Linked DNA regions of Mus musculus: region 1 is linked to region 2. The links are chromatin contacts, called in public Micro-C maps. All regions are on one chromosome and are shown on one strand. Each heading gives the region's core, a stretch centred on a gene start, on an enhancer-like site or on the middle of the called end of the contact. The rest is flanking DNA. Distances are from core to core; before and after follow the strand shown.

Evidence for each region. Hi-C and Micro-C count contacts between places; a contact is called where the count stands out from the background.
Region 1: a contact with region 2 is called in a Micro-C map of the G1E-ER4 cell line. The contact joins two enhancer-like sites. A contact is called at or near these places in 1 of 39 promoter capture datasets (macrophages), 4 of 484 Hi-C or Micro-C datasets (the G1E-ER4 cell line, macrophages, myeloid progenitors and 1 more), 3 of 115 datasets of contacts at active chromatin or transcription factors (CD8 T cells, effector CD8 T cells and microglia) and 3 of 9 other capture datasets (adipose tissue, liver and pancreatic islet).

What each region holds. Positions count from the first base shown.
Region 1 is chr3:51,740,201-51,746,725 of GRCm38.p6, reverse strand. The region is part of intron 2 of Maml3 (mastermind like transcriptional coactivator 3); the gene reads left to right. Among named protein-coding and RNA genes, the nearest start is that of Gm46803, 36 kb to the right of the region's middle. Within about 2 kb of position 2,310, at least 103 of the 459 cell types and tissues checked have an H3K27ac peak or open chromatin away from gene starts, as enhancers often do. A contact at or near this core is called in the G1E-ER4 cell line and myeloid progenitors, where this site is marked.
Region 2 is chr3:51,669,229-51,676,193 of GRCm38.p6, reverse strand. All of the region lies in intron 2 of Mgst2 (microsomal glutathione S-transferase 2), which reads right to left. Among named protein-coding and RNA genes, the nearest start is that of Mgst2, 12 kb to the right of the region's middle. Within about 2 kb of position 2,338, at least 46 of the 459 cell types and tissues checked have an H3K27ac peak or open chromatin away from gene starts, as enhancers often do. A contact at or near this core is called in the G1E-ER4 cell line and myeloid progenitors, where this site is marked.

The DNA.
Region 1 (6,525 bases), core at 1,061-3,560, 71 kb before region 2:
TACGGCTCCCCTGTTTTGTGTCTGTTGGTCAGCAGATAGACTCTCCTGCTCATGTGCTTCCGCTAAAAGATCAGCAACCAGGCTGTGCCTCTCGAAACTGCGATCCCAGCCCAAATAGGAAAAGGTGGTTACATTGTTACACGTCACAGAATGTTTCTGGGGTTGCCTCGGCAACTGCCCCTCATAATTTGTTTTTACTATTGAGGTGTAACATCTTGAGGGTCGTTAAGTAAATGAAGAATTTAAAAACTAGATTGGAGGTGCATATCTTTAATCCCTTTAGAAGATGAGGCAGCCTTCTTAGAAGTGGGAACAAAACACCCTTGGAAGGAGTTACAGAGACAAAGTTTGGAGCTGAGATGAAAGGATGGACCATGTAGAGACTGCCATATCCAGGGATCCATCCCATAATCAGCTTCCAAACGCTGACACCATTGCATACACTAGCAAGATTTTGCTGAAAGGACCCAGATATAGCTGTCTCTTGTGAGACTATCCTGGGGCCTAGCAAACACAGAAGTGGATGCTCACAGTCAGCTATTGGATGGATCACAGGGCCCCCAATGGAGGAACTAGAGAAAGCACCCAAGGAACTAAAGGGAACTGCAACCCTGTAGGTGGAACAACAATATGAACTAACCAGTACCCCAGAGCTCTTGATTCTAGCTGCATATGTATTAAAAGATGGCCTAGTCGGCCATCTTTTAATACATCACTTTTTTAATACATCACTGGAAAGAGAGACTTGCAAACTTTATATGCCCCAGTACAGGGGAACGCCAGGGCCAAAAAGTGGGAGTGGGTGGATAGGGGAGTGGGGGGTGGGTATGGGGGACTTTTGGGATAGCATTGGAAATGTAAATGAGGAAAATACCTAATAAAAATTTTTTAAAAAAAGAAGATGAGGCAGGAGGATCACAAGTTGACACTAGGCTGGGCTACATAGCAAGACCTTGTCCCAAAAGTGAAAAAAAGAAAAAACAAAAAAAACAAAAAAAAAAAAACAGGAATTCGTAGTACCTGTCACAAGCAGCATCCAGAGAGCGATGCACTTGGGACTCCAGCCAGTTCATTGGCTGGAATGACAGTTTGGAAGACTGAGCATCCTAAAAGGGTAAAGCAAAGACTTTGATGGCTATCCTGAGCAGGGGAAGGTTATCACAGCCTCTGTAGTTCTTGGTCCTCAAAACACCTGCGTAGTCACATACAGATGATAAAAAACAAGTTTGTTACAACTGCGCGTAGCAGTGGGAGGGGCTCATACAAGGTAAACACCCTCTGGTCTCTTGTTGCTGGGTTGAAGACACACATGGCTCAATGTTTCTAAAGGGAAATACAAGGTGGACACTTTGTCTCGGGTTTCAGGGTGTTTGCACCACAGCCCGGGTGGCAATATTTGTGTTTCCCTGCGGTCTAGGAAGATACCGGATGCTAGAGACTGGCCACATTCTAGCAGAGTCAGTTAGCACTTTTACCACAAAGGTTATCGTGACCTCAGAATCAGGGGACAAAGAAGGGCTTCTTGGTACCAGTTTGGTTTTCTGAATTGCAGTTGTCTGTTAGAACATTCTGGGAAGTGAGGACTGATGTGTTGTCATATAGCCCAACACAGAAGTCATTAGCCGCATATAGCTAAGAACACTTGGAAAGTGGCTGCAGTAGCAGCTTTTTTTTTTTTTAAGACCAAAGAGAAAATTTCAATTATATGTATACATGGGGGTGGGTATGGGCATCCCATAGGTGTCTGGGGAGGCCAGAAGTGTTAGCTAGCTCCCCTGGAGCCAGAGCTGTAGGACATTTGGGGGTCACTAGGCATGGGTGCTGCGAACCAACTGCAGGTCCCCCAACCAAGCATTATATGTTTTTAGCCACTGAGACTTCTCTCCAGCCCTTGGGTTTTTAAGATTAAATGATTAACTTAGTGGACAGCGGGGCTCGGATTTTTGTTCCCTCTTGAGAAACAGGATAGGCAAAATGGCTGCACTTGAGGCGATGCAGAGACGCTAAGAATGTACAGAGCCCAGGAGCTGGCAGAAAGCAGCACTCACACAAACAGCAGATGACTTGTGCCCTCCAAGATAAGGAAGATGGATCTGTGACAGACAGGCTTCCTTTTCCTGTCACCTCCCCGCCTCCACACACTCTAACTGCTGCAAGTGGAGAACTGGGTCTACACAGTCAAGCCTGGTTACCGTCAAGCTCAATTTACCATGACTTTTATTTTCCAATAAGCAATCTGGCCAGCTGTGGCTAGAAATGAAATCACCAAAGTGCCAGCCCCCTCCTCCCCCCACTCTGGTTATTGATTTATAAAGAACCTCTTCCATGTTCCAGGCTGTCATCATCACCAACAGTCACATGTAATGCCAGCAAATCCCATGGCATGGACAGAGTCCACAATTTATTTCTTTCAACAGGCAATAAATATTACCTTGTATTCCTAGATTTAAAATAAGTTTATTGCTTTTTTTTAGAAACAATCTTAAATGTAAAAGAGAGATTTAAAAACAACAGCTAACATTGTGACCACTAACTAGGGTTTTAAGAGCAAAGATCACAAATTAATTTTTTAATGAAATTTCTGAATGTACAAACATTGTTTTCGATTTCGTTGGCAGCTCTAGTAAGACCATTCTAAGAAGTCTATATGTCAGGAAAGCATCAATGTTTATAGAACCCTCAAAGACTGCCCTTGAGCTCTGTACAGAAATTAGGGTCCAGAATGACTCAGAAGACTCTGGCCATGCTGGAAAGGTCTTGGCTGACTGACTGGGGCCTTGGTAAACTGTTGCATGCAGAATGTCTATTCCTATCTTGATTCAAAGTAGGCTCTCTACCGCCAAAATCAGGACTGCTCACAGCCTTTCTAAGAAACTAGAACTACAAGGGCCTTTTAAATGTCCCGGGGAGGGCAGGGTGTAAGACAAGGAAAGGTGTCCCAGCTTCAGGAAGAGTGAGACGCAGCCTAGCCTCTTGGGTCCTTTATGAAGAAGGACAATGGGAGCCGCAGTTTATCCTGATGGGTAGGTAATACACTTGGAGGCCTTTTTTGTTTTGTTTTGTTTGTTTGTCCTGCAGCTGTGTATTAGTCACATTGTTGTTGCTGTGACAAAACACCACAGCCAAAAGCAACTTCTGGCAGAGGGATGAGGGTCTAGCATGGCGGGGAGCATGGCAGCCAGCAGCGTGCATGGCAACCGGATGAGGAAGCCGAGATCGCATATGCAAACACATCGTATGGCAAGCAGAAAGCGGGGTGAACAAACTGGAGCAGTCTGGCGGCCACTCCCGTGACATGCTTCCTGCAGCAAAATCCCAATGGTGCGGCCAGCGGGGACCAAGGATTCACATGCATAAGCTAACGGAGAGCATTCCCCATGGAGATCACCACAGGCGGGTAGCCAGGTGTCCTGTGCGCGTTACATAGCTATGTCTACAGCATGATACACAGTCTGTGCTATTTCATCTTTTCCTCTCTAATGTGAGGAAAAGAAGGTTTCGTGAGGCCAAGGAACCTGCCTGTCATGTATAGCAATGTGAAATTGAGTTGAGCCTCTAATGTGTCAGATCTCTACAAAACTGGAGCTTTGGAAGACTAAGCTGTTGGCCAAGACTCAAGTTTCTTCCTTTTTGGGGTAATGAGGTTGGGGTTATAATTTAATTACAGTATTTCTCCCTTCCCTTTCCTCCCTCTAGACCCACCCATAAGCCTCCCCTCTCTGCTTCAAATCCATGTCCCCTTTTTCACTAATCGCTAATGCATGCATATATGGATATATATATATTCTCTAAATATAACACGTTTGGTCTGTATAACGCTGCCTGTGTGTATATTTTCAGCGCTGACCATTTGCCACTGTGGCTGGTCTGCTCTTCCTTTGAGAAGGCCACCTCTCCCACGCCCAGCTTCCCTCGTTTGCCTGTGTAGTTCTGTGGGTAGGAGTGAGGCCTCGTGGGCTTTTCTCCATCCTGTTTGGGCATGTCCATCGGTGTCATGCTTGTTCAGCAGATGCTTCTGACATCACTGGGAGACAAATCTCACAGCAAGCTCCCTGATCCTCTGGCTCTGGCCATCTTTCTGCCTTATCTTCCGCACCGTTCCTTGAGCCTTGGGCCCACCCCAGCTTCTATCTGAAACCACGGTGGAGGATAAGATGCTCACTGCCAAGGTGGATAGACCTACAGTGGTCTCTCAGGAGTGATCAAGCAAGAACCAAAAGTTTCATGTTGACATACTAAGCCAGGATCCCTATCAGTCTGCCTGTCGTTTGTATAGTCCTGCCATTCCAGAGTCTTCCATCCATCTGACTGAAGGCTCTCACTGTTGTTCTTGTTAGTGCCACCTGCCCAGTACACCAGTTGAGGGGTACCCCTCTAAAACCTTCCTGCATCCAAACCTTTCCCCATCATCCTTAATCTTTACCTTCCAAAATAAGCCATCTGACCTGAATATGCTGCACAAAGCCCCTTAGGAAAGGAAAGGGTTTATGCCCGCCTACAACTCCAGATCACAGCCATCCTTGAGGGAAGTACTCCATCAAGAGCTAGCGGGCAGGCCTGCTTGCTGTTCCACACAGCACCACATCCACCGAGGAACTCACTTCCCAACCCAGAAGTGCTTACTGCAGGAGCCAGAGGACGCTGCCCGCTAGCAGCATGGTCTATACGCCTTCTTACATGGAGCCGGAGCTGCCCGCAGTGGGCGCTAGCCTTTCTGTGTCAGTGAACAATCAAGACAGCTGCACACATACACTCTGCTCTAGGAATTCCTGCGCAGTGGCTGTCCTCCAGATGACTCTAGGCTTCGTCAAGGTGACAGTTAAAGCTAATCAGGACAGATGCCTAATAAAACTCTAGCACTGGTTACACCCTGCCTTTTGCTCTTTTCAGGCTGTCCCTTTTCACACAGACCCCGCCTGTCTGATCCCTACCCTGTGTTCTCTTTCCCCTTGCTGCTGTGTGTACCCATCCAGGGCCATTCTGTTCCATTTGCGTGGGGGTGGGGTGGGGGTGTCACAGTCTTTCAGTTTTCAAGTGTCTGCTCTGAGTGTCACCTGCATCCTTTCTCTGTAGGAGGCACCCAAAGAGGAGTGGAGGAAAAATCCCCTATGTACCTGAAATTCTCTGCCAAAATGTCCAAAAACAGCCCAGGAGCCCTGCTGCAGTCGGCGGCTTTGTCATTCTCTGCTGAGCTCCTGAGTGTGCTTGCTAGGTGACTCCTCACTGTCAGTCATTCCCTTAGCCCTTCCAGGAAAAGTCCAAAGGAAATGCCAAAGCAGAAGGGATGTGCAGGCGTCTGTGTCCTTGTGTCCAGACAGAAGCTACATCGAGAATGAGTGCCTCTCCCCCCCACCCCATCAGGTCTCAAGCAAAAATACTCCTTTATACTGGGCAGTATCACAGTTACCTGCTTGCCAGTCCTAACCATTCTGCAACAAAGTACAATAAAAATTAATATTCTCAAATAAGATTAGAACCAGATACCATAAATTAACTGCAGCTGGCCTCATAGAACTGTTGATTTATAAAAAATAATCATTATTTCATCCTATATGAATTGGAAAATTATCTATGCATTTATCGTTTGCCCTGGGCTAATACATTCAGATTTGGTGTGCTGTTTGGTGGGGAATGTTTATGTAAGTAAGATTTTAATTTTCCGTAATAAGTTGAATGGTGGGGGGGGGGCAGACTTTATCCGATTCTGTTTGGCTATGCCTTCTTTCCTACAGTGGAAGGAAGGCACAGTGTCTCCTCACTGTTGTGAGTTATACTTTCAGTGAAAGAGAACTGAAATATTTCCCAGGCAGCTGAAAATCTCAAAAAGCTTTAACTGAGCTGAAGATAACAGGCTTTTAGGGAAGAAAGTATATGTGTGTGCGCGTGTGCGTGTGCGTGTGTGTGTGTGTCTCCGTGTCCGTGTCCGTGTGTGCTCATGCATGAGAGAGAGAGAGGAGGGAGAGAATGAGAGAGAGACAGAGAGACAGAGAGAGATGGAGAGAGAATGAGTGAGACAGACAGACAGAGCAGAGCAGATGTACAGACTAGAGGACAGTCTTGGTTGTCCTTGCTCCCAGCTTGCTTTGAGCAGAGTCTCTTATTGATCACCACTGTAGAAGTCCGGCTAGCTGGAGGTGTTGTCCTGTCTCTGCCTTCCATCTCACCGCAAGTGAATCAAGGTTTCAGGTGCCTTCTAACACATCTGTCTGCCTTTTGTGGGTCTGGGGATCTGAGCTGTGATCTTCAGGCTTGCCTGGTAAGAATCTTATCCACTGAGCCATCTCTCCCAGCCTGGTAGCAGGCTTTTGAGGGAACCCTGGGTGTGATTGAAAAAATGTTGGAGAACAGGATGGCTCCACTGGTGAAATCACTTTGCCACCGAGCTTGGTGATCGAGTTTCCTCCTCAGAAATCTTCAAGGTGGAAGGAGAGAACTGGCTAACCTCCACAGTGCCCCTAAATAATAAATACATGAAAAATGAAATGTTTTTAAGAGTATGTGTATGTGTATATATATGTGTGTGTG
Region 2 (6,965 bases), core at 1,089-3,588:
CAGGGCAATTTCCGGGCCCTTTCTGGAAACATCACCCAACTGGCCCATTCTTTATTAGGTTTCATGATACACCCTAAATTACTCTAGGACGGGAAGACTGAGTTTTCCCACATGTCCTTATTCAAAATTAGCTGTGACATTTTAAACACCTCGGAAGCATCATTCACAAAAGTCTATTTTCAGACTTCTCTTTGCAGTGAATTAATGACCTTGGTGTTGCATTTTGAGGAACAAAGAGATACTACACAGAGCCTCCTAGGCACCCCCAGTTTCACAGTAGGGAAGAGTCTGGGAACCTGTGGTCTCTTTGGGGGTCTGTCCACAGAGGCTGACACACTGATGTGTTTTTGTACCCCTGCATGAAAGAGGGAGGAAGTCTCTTGGAAGAAAAGAGAAACAAGAGCAAAGGGCTGGCGTGGGTCTTCCCTTGTAGCTCAAGCTGGAGAACTCCTTAATGGAGAACCGCCTGGTGTGGCTGGATCACCTTCAGGAAAGGCAGAAAGACAGTACCCAGTCTCAGGTAACAAGGCTTCAATGGAGAGAGAGCCCTGAAATCTCCCCTCCCTCCACTGAGCCCCTAAAGCAGCCCCGGGATGTGGTCCAGTGTTTGGTCCAGGTCACAGCACTGTTCATCATTGAAGGAAGTCAGGACAGAAACTCAAACAGGGCAGGAACCTGGAGGCAGGAGCTGATGCAGAGGCCATAGAGGGATGCTGTTTACTGGCCTACTCAGCCCGCTTTCTTATAGAACGCTAGATTACAGCCCAGAGATAGTGCCACTCACAATGGGCTGGACACTTCCCCGTCAGTTACCAATTAAGAAAATGCCTTACAGTTGGATCTTGTGGAGGCATTTTCTCAATTGAGCTTCCTTCTCTTCAGATAACTCCAGCTTGTGTTGAGATGACATAAAAGTAGCCAGGACACCCAGGTATGGACAATGCTCCGGACCCCAAGGACAATACCAACTGCACTGAGACCAGCCAGTTGCTTGAAGCTGGAATGATGTCACTGGGAACACTGCCAGCTCCCAGAAGTCATCAAAAAAAAAAAAAAAAAAAAAAACAAAAAAAAAAAACAAGAACATTGTGCTAAGATATGGCATGAGCAGGGGGTAGTTAGAGGCCATTGAAATCAGGCAAGAATCGACTGTAGCTCTGTGTATGCTCGTGGAAAGGCAGGTTACTTTGTATTTCTTCATCTTTATCCCCCCAAGAAATGGGTCCCTGTCCTCCTATTACAGGCAGGAGTCACTCTTGGGCTCACTCAACCTCAGACCTTTGCAGACATGCCTCAGACTTTGGTTCCTCTAAGATGCAGTGTATGGGTCAGTCTGCCACAGCAGGGAAGGCTTGACCACCTGTGTGGAGCAAGTGGCTATCCCCTACCCCCCACCCACCCTCACCCCCACCCACCCCAGCTCCTCAGTCAATAAGCAGAAAGAGATGGCTGCTGTGTTTAGCTGGCTTCTTTCTTTGGTACCTTCAATTTAGTCAGAGACCACAGCCCATGGGATGGGTCTTTCCTCTTCAGTTAAACCTCTCAAGAAACAGCCTCGGAGACAAGCTCAGAGGTGTGTCTCCTAAGAGATTCCAAATCCAGTCCGTTTACAGCGATGAGCCATCCCCTGCATCTTTGTCTGTTTCTCGTCATCATCTTTCAGACATCAGAAGTAATTCTCTGGCTGCCAGTTGGGGGTCTCTGCTATTTGTGGCTGTCTACCTGGTAGTATTGCTTCACCTCGAAACACCTGGAGCCCCATTCTGCCTGCTCATTACCACCTCCACCCTGTGACCACACCCTCTCCTGCCAGCAGCACCTCTGAGCCCGGAAAAGCTCCCACAGCACGATGACAAAGCGCAGTGTGCCCTGCGGTAACCGCCAGCGTGAACAGATACACTCAAGTTAAGGGGACCAAATTCTGAAAACTCCCCCACTAACTAAGCTATCAGCTGCTAATTATTTTCACGGACAGGGCAAACCAATATGGAAACAATTTTAGCATCTTTCTAGCTACCTAGACAGCTACACTCTATGCTCTCCTTACAAGGTTCCATAGGAAGATTCCTGTGACCATTCTTCATGACACAGTTAATGATCATCACCTGTCAAATACTCGCTCCCCTCAAATATCCACGGGGGGGAGACCAGCTGTGTCTAGTCATTTTCTGATCACAGCCTCCACGGTGCAGTAGCCCTGACATCCTGTATAGAGGCGGGGGAGGTTGCAGTCACTGTTATAAGCAGATGTCACCAGGGGCCTGGAATTCCACACCAGGAAGAGTAACTGGAAAGGTCTTCGATAGGGGGCCAGTAGGGGGAGCAAGTGTCCTGCTTGGCCTGGACTTGAGATGTTATCTAGAAGGTGGAACTTCAAGTTTTGAAGCCAGTACAGTCCTGATCGGTTGCCCTGGTTTGTCCGGCGCCAAAATGTTTTAGGAGACCTGAGGCTTAAGGGAGAGAATGGCAAAAGCCAGAGAAAAGCTGAGAACTCTGGGTACCGCCGTGGTGATCACGTGCGCTCAGCGTTCCCCCACACTGGGTGGAGCAATGGCTGCAGACTGGGCCTTGCCCGGGGTGACTCCAGTGAGTGGGCAGCCTTCGGCTCCGTGTCTAATGCACACACAGAAGGAAGTAGTCCGAATCCATCCACAGACACTGTGCAGCACGGCCCGCGTGCACAGACTGAGGAGGGCAAATGCACCCCCACAGGTACAAAGGGAGCACTTTGATCAAACTAGGGCAGGGCCGTGTGTGTGTCTGCACAGATCAAACCATATTATAAAACACAGGCTCAAGGCTTCTCAGTCACAGGGAACCACTGTAACACTCTCTCCTGGGCCTCATAAAGACGGAGTCCTGCTACTGCTAGGACCGTAGCTCCACTCAGCAGTCATCCAAGTGTCCACTATGTGCATCAGGGACCCACAAGCAAAGAACTCCAGCTGTTTCCTGGACTTCAACATGGCATGATCCCTATTGCATCAGACAGTCCGTGCCCACTCCAGTTGTGTGTCACGCCTACTGCCTTACACCTCTGGGGCTCAACTGTGACCCCGTGTGACACAACTTCCATTGTGTTAAACCTCTGAGAGTTTGGGACACTCAACTAGGAAACAATACTGTATGTGTTATACATCACACAGAACAAAAGAGATGGGATTCTAAGAACGAATGTGAATAGAAACTGCAGCAGTGCCCTCCCCTCTCTGTGGGCTACTTAGACTGCAGGAGCAGCTCGCAAGTCACAAGTTGTAAGGGACAGGGAAGAGTGCATTCTGATAACAAATAGTACAGCGAAAACAGATAACAGATACAGATTAACAGGAAGGTTAGGGTTAAAACAATAAAGTAGGGAACACCAAGGAAGATAAATAAGAGGGCCAGCAACTAAGAGATAACCAAGTAGATAAGGAGAGAGGGAGGCCAGAGCTCAGAGCTCTGAGCCGGTGTCAGCAGGCCAACTGGCTTCCCTGAGACTCCATCCCCACTCCATTCTTTGGAGAATATATGCAAGGCATGGTTGTCCTGTCATATGACAAACAGTCTACTATTAGGTAAAAAATGACTTCTAACCAGTAATGTCTACCTAGTCTAGAAAGGAGACCACCACGCAGATCACAACATACACAAGACTACGGCCCCACCCCTGGGGGAGAAGAAAGACTGTAGATTCATCTTGGCAGCTGTGATACAAGGTAAATAAGGGAACAATGAAAAGACAGTTTAGTTAACAGCCACCAAGACACCTATAAGGCCAGCGGCTAGCAGGATAAGGGCCAGATAGTCAAGGTCAGCTGCTAATAAGGAATAAGTCAGAGACAGACAGAGTGGGGTAGGGCTTCCACCACCCTTGACTGGGTGGGCAGTGAGCAAACAGTATTAGCATCTCCCACTTTGGGTCGGGGGGCACACAGAGAGTATGGGGGATTCTACTGGCTCTGACCATGACAGCCTGGAAAACCAACGCAACAGAAATTACATTAGTCATTGCCTCATTTCTACCGAAAGTCCTATAAAAACTGCTATACAAAACAATTTAATAATGTTTTTCCCTCTCTGGGGACCACTCCCACTCTCAGGAAGTTCTCTCACTTTTTCCTTACTGACACCCTCCCCCCAATAAAGCCCATATCCCTTTGCTTACCCCGCATCTGGAACTCAAGAACCACTGTCTTCGGGTTGGATTTTGTTGACCATGGATTTTCCAACACCCACTGTGGTAGTTTAAAGAGAGCACACACACACACACACACACACACACACCATCCCCACCCCCCTAGGCTCATCTGTTTAAATGCTTAGTCTTCAGTTTGGTTGAGTGTTTAGGATGAGTTAGGGGGTGTGGCCTGGTTGGTGGTATGTCAATGAGAGTGGGTTTTGAGGTTTTAAAAGCCCATGTCAGGCCCGTTAGCTCTCTCTGCCTCCTACTTGTAGGAGAAACAAGCTCTTAGCTGCTACTCTAGCGCCATACCTGCCTGCCTGTAGCCAAGATCCCAACCATGGTTGTTGTGATGGTTTGAATATGTTTGGCCCAGGAAGTGGCACTATTTGGAGGTATTGCCTTGTTGAAATAAGTGTCACTGTGGGCGTGGCCTTTAAGACCCTCATTCTAGTTGCCTGGAAGTCAGTATTCTGCTAGCAGCCTTCAGATGAAGATGTAGAACTTTCAGCTCCACCTGCACCATGCCTGCCTGGATGCTGCCATGCTCCCACCTTGATGATAATGGACTGAACTTGTGAACCTGTGAGCCAGCCCCAGTTAAATGTTGACCTCATAAGAGTTGCCTTGGTCATGGTGTCTGTTCACAGCAGTAAGTAAGACAATTGTCATGAACTTTGACCAACTGGAACTTTGAGACCCAATAAATCCTTTCTTCTATACATTGCCTTGATTATGGTGTCTTATCACAGCAATTGAACAGTAACTAAGACACCCTAAGTCCCTGAGTCATGCACACTTGGACCAAGGAAAGTCCTGCTGTTCTCAAAACTCATTACTTAGGGTGACCCTCTTGGTGGGAGGGAAGCCTCTGATATGAAACTTTTTTCAGCATCTCTTCTAGTTAATAGATTCCTGAACATACAACGTGAACTTCTGCATGTAACAGCCTCATTCTGGAAGCTGGGGGGGGGGGGGAGCATACTCAAAGCTGGCCAGCCTTAGAACCTTAGGAAAGCTTTTAAAAATAAAGACAGGCCAGGCATTTCAATGAGGCTTTTAAAGATCTTTCCCTCCCCCCTCTGTTTTTGCTGATTCACTCTGACTCAGCAGATGCAAATTCACAGGTGTCAGGGCCTGGTCTGTGAACTTTGGGAAGCAAGAAGTCCTGTGAATTATGACTCTAATCAGAAGGGTCAGAGCGACAGCTTATCATGCTCAGAGAAGGCCTCTGGGTGGGATAAGGGTTACAGGAGTTCATGTATAGGTGGAGACATGTCTATAGGACAGGTTATATGGTGATCCAGACTGTAGTCCCAGCACTCGGGAAACTGAAGCAGGAACTCCAGCCCAACCTGAGCTACAGAGTGAGTGAAGGGACTCTGGCTAGCTCATGCGTGGTGAGCATGACTCTGGCTCGCCTTGCCCTCCTCTCCCATTCCCTCCCCCTTGCTAAAATACCGTTATTCCTAAGGCTAACCACAAAGGTCCATTCCCTTATTTGGCCACTTCCTCCTCCTGAGGCTGACTACCATGGTCCAGCTATCAAAATATTAAAGTCTGACAATCAAAAGCCCCCTTTGGTTCACCTAATTAACATGCCCAATTAAAGTTAAACAACCTCATCCTAGCACAGTGCTTCCCTCTTTAGCTATATAGGCGGCCATTTTCCCATGTGCCATGTCTCTGTCTCCTCTCTATCCAGAGGCAGTCCTTTGTCCCACACTAGGACAAATATTCCTTCCCCCTCTCTCTGTTCCCTTCTCCTTCCTCCTCTATCTCCTGTCCTTGTCTCTTTCCTGCCTCTATTTCCTGCCCTCTGTCCCTCTGGGGCAAATAAATCCCCACTTGGTCTTGTGGGTCCTGAACCAATACCGATCCTAGCAATAAGCACCTCAAAAATAAGAATTGGTTACTTAATTGACTGAATTATTCCTTGTTGGGTAAGTCACCTGCAGGAGTCAGCAGGAGGTGTACCACCGTGTCAGCAGGGCCTGATTCTAACCACCACGAAGCAATTGAATGGCTGATAGAAGCCAGATGAACATGCGAGGAGCCACTACCTACAACTCTGCTCCAGATCCCCTGCCTGTCACCAGCCTCACCACTGAATCACTCATGATCTTGGGCATCCTCTTTATCCACCTTGTCACATGACCACAGCACCCCATGAAGAGGACCATGATGTAAGGGCAGCACCCGGAGCCCCTCCACATCCGTATGAAGCATCCCTAACATATGCAGCCAAGCCAATAGAAAGCATCTGCCAGGTCAGAGCTCCGCAGATCTCCACAGACAGTGTCCGGTACACAGACCAGCGGTAAGCTTCCTTAGAGATGCTCGGGCCAGAGAGCTTGCTCACTGGGTAAGAGTACACAAGCACAAGGACCAGGGTTCGGATCCCAGCACCCGTGTAGAAAGCCTGCTGTGGCCGTGTGTGTACCTCCACCTTCAGCACTGTGAAGACCACACACGTGGTCTACTTGGGCTTCCTGCTGCCGGCTCAGTGACATGCTCTGTCTTAAAGGAATAAAGTAGAGAATGATAGAGCTGAACACTTGATATGCTCCTCTGGCCCTGTACACACACACACACACACACACACACACACCACATACATTCACACACACCACACACTCACACATACACATTATTATACACCATACATGCACACACACACACACATATTGTACACCATGCACAAACACACACGCACACACACATATAGAGCAGGATATCAATATCTTCCTATGCCCCTGTGTGTGCATGTATGCGCATATCATGCAACACACACACGTGCACA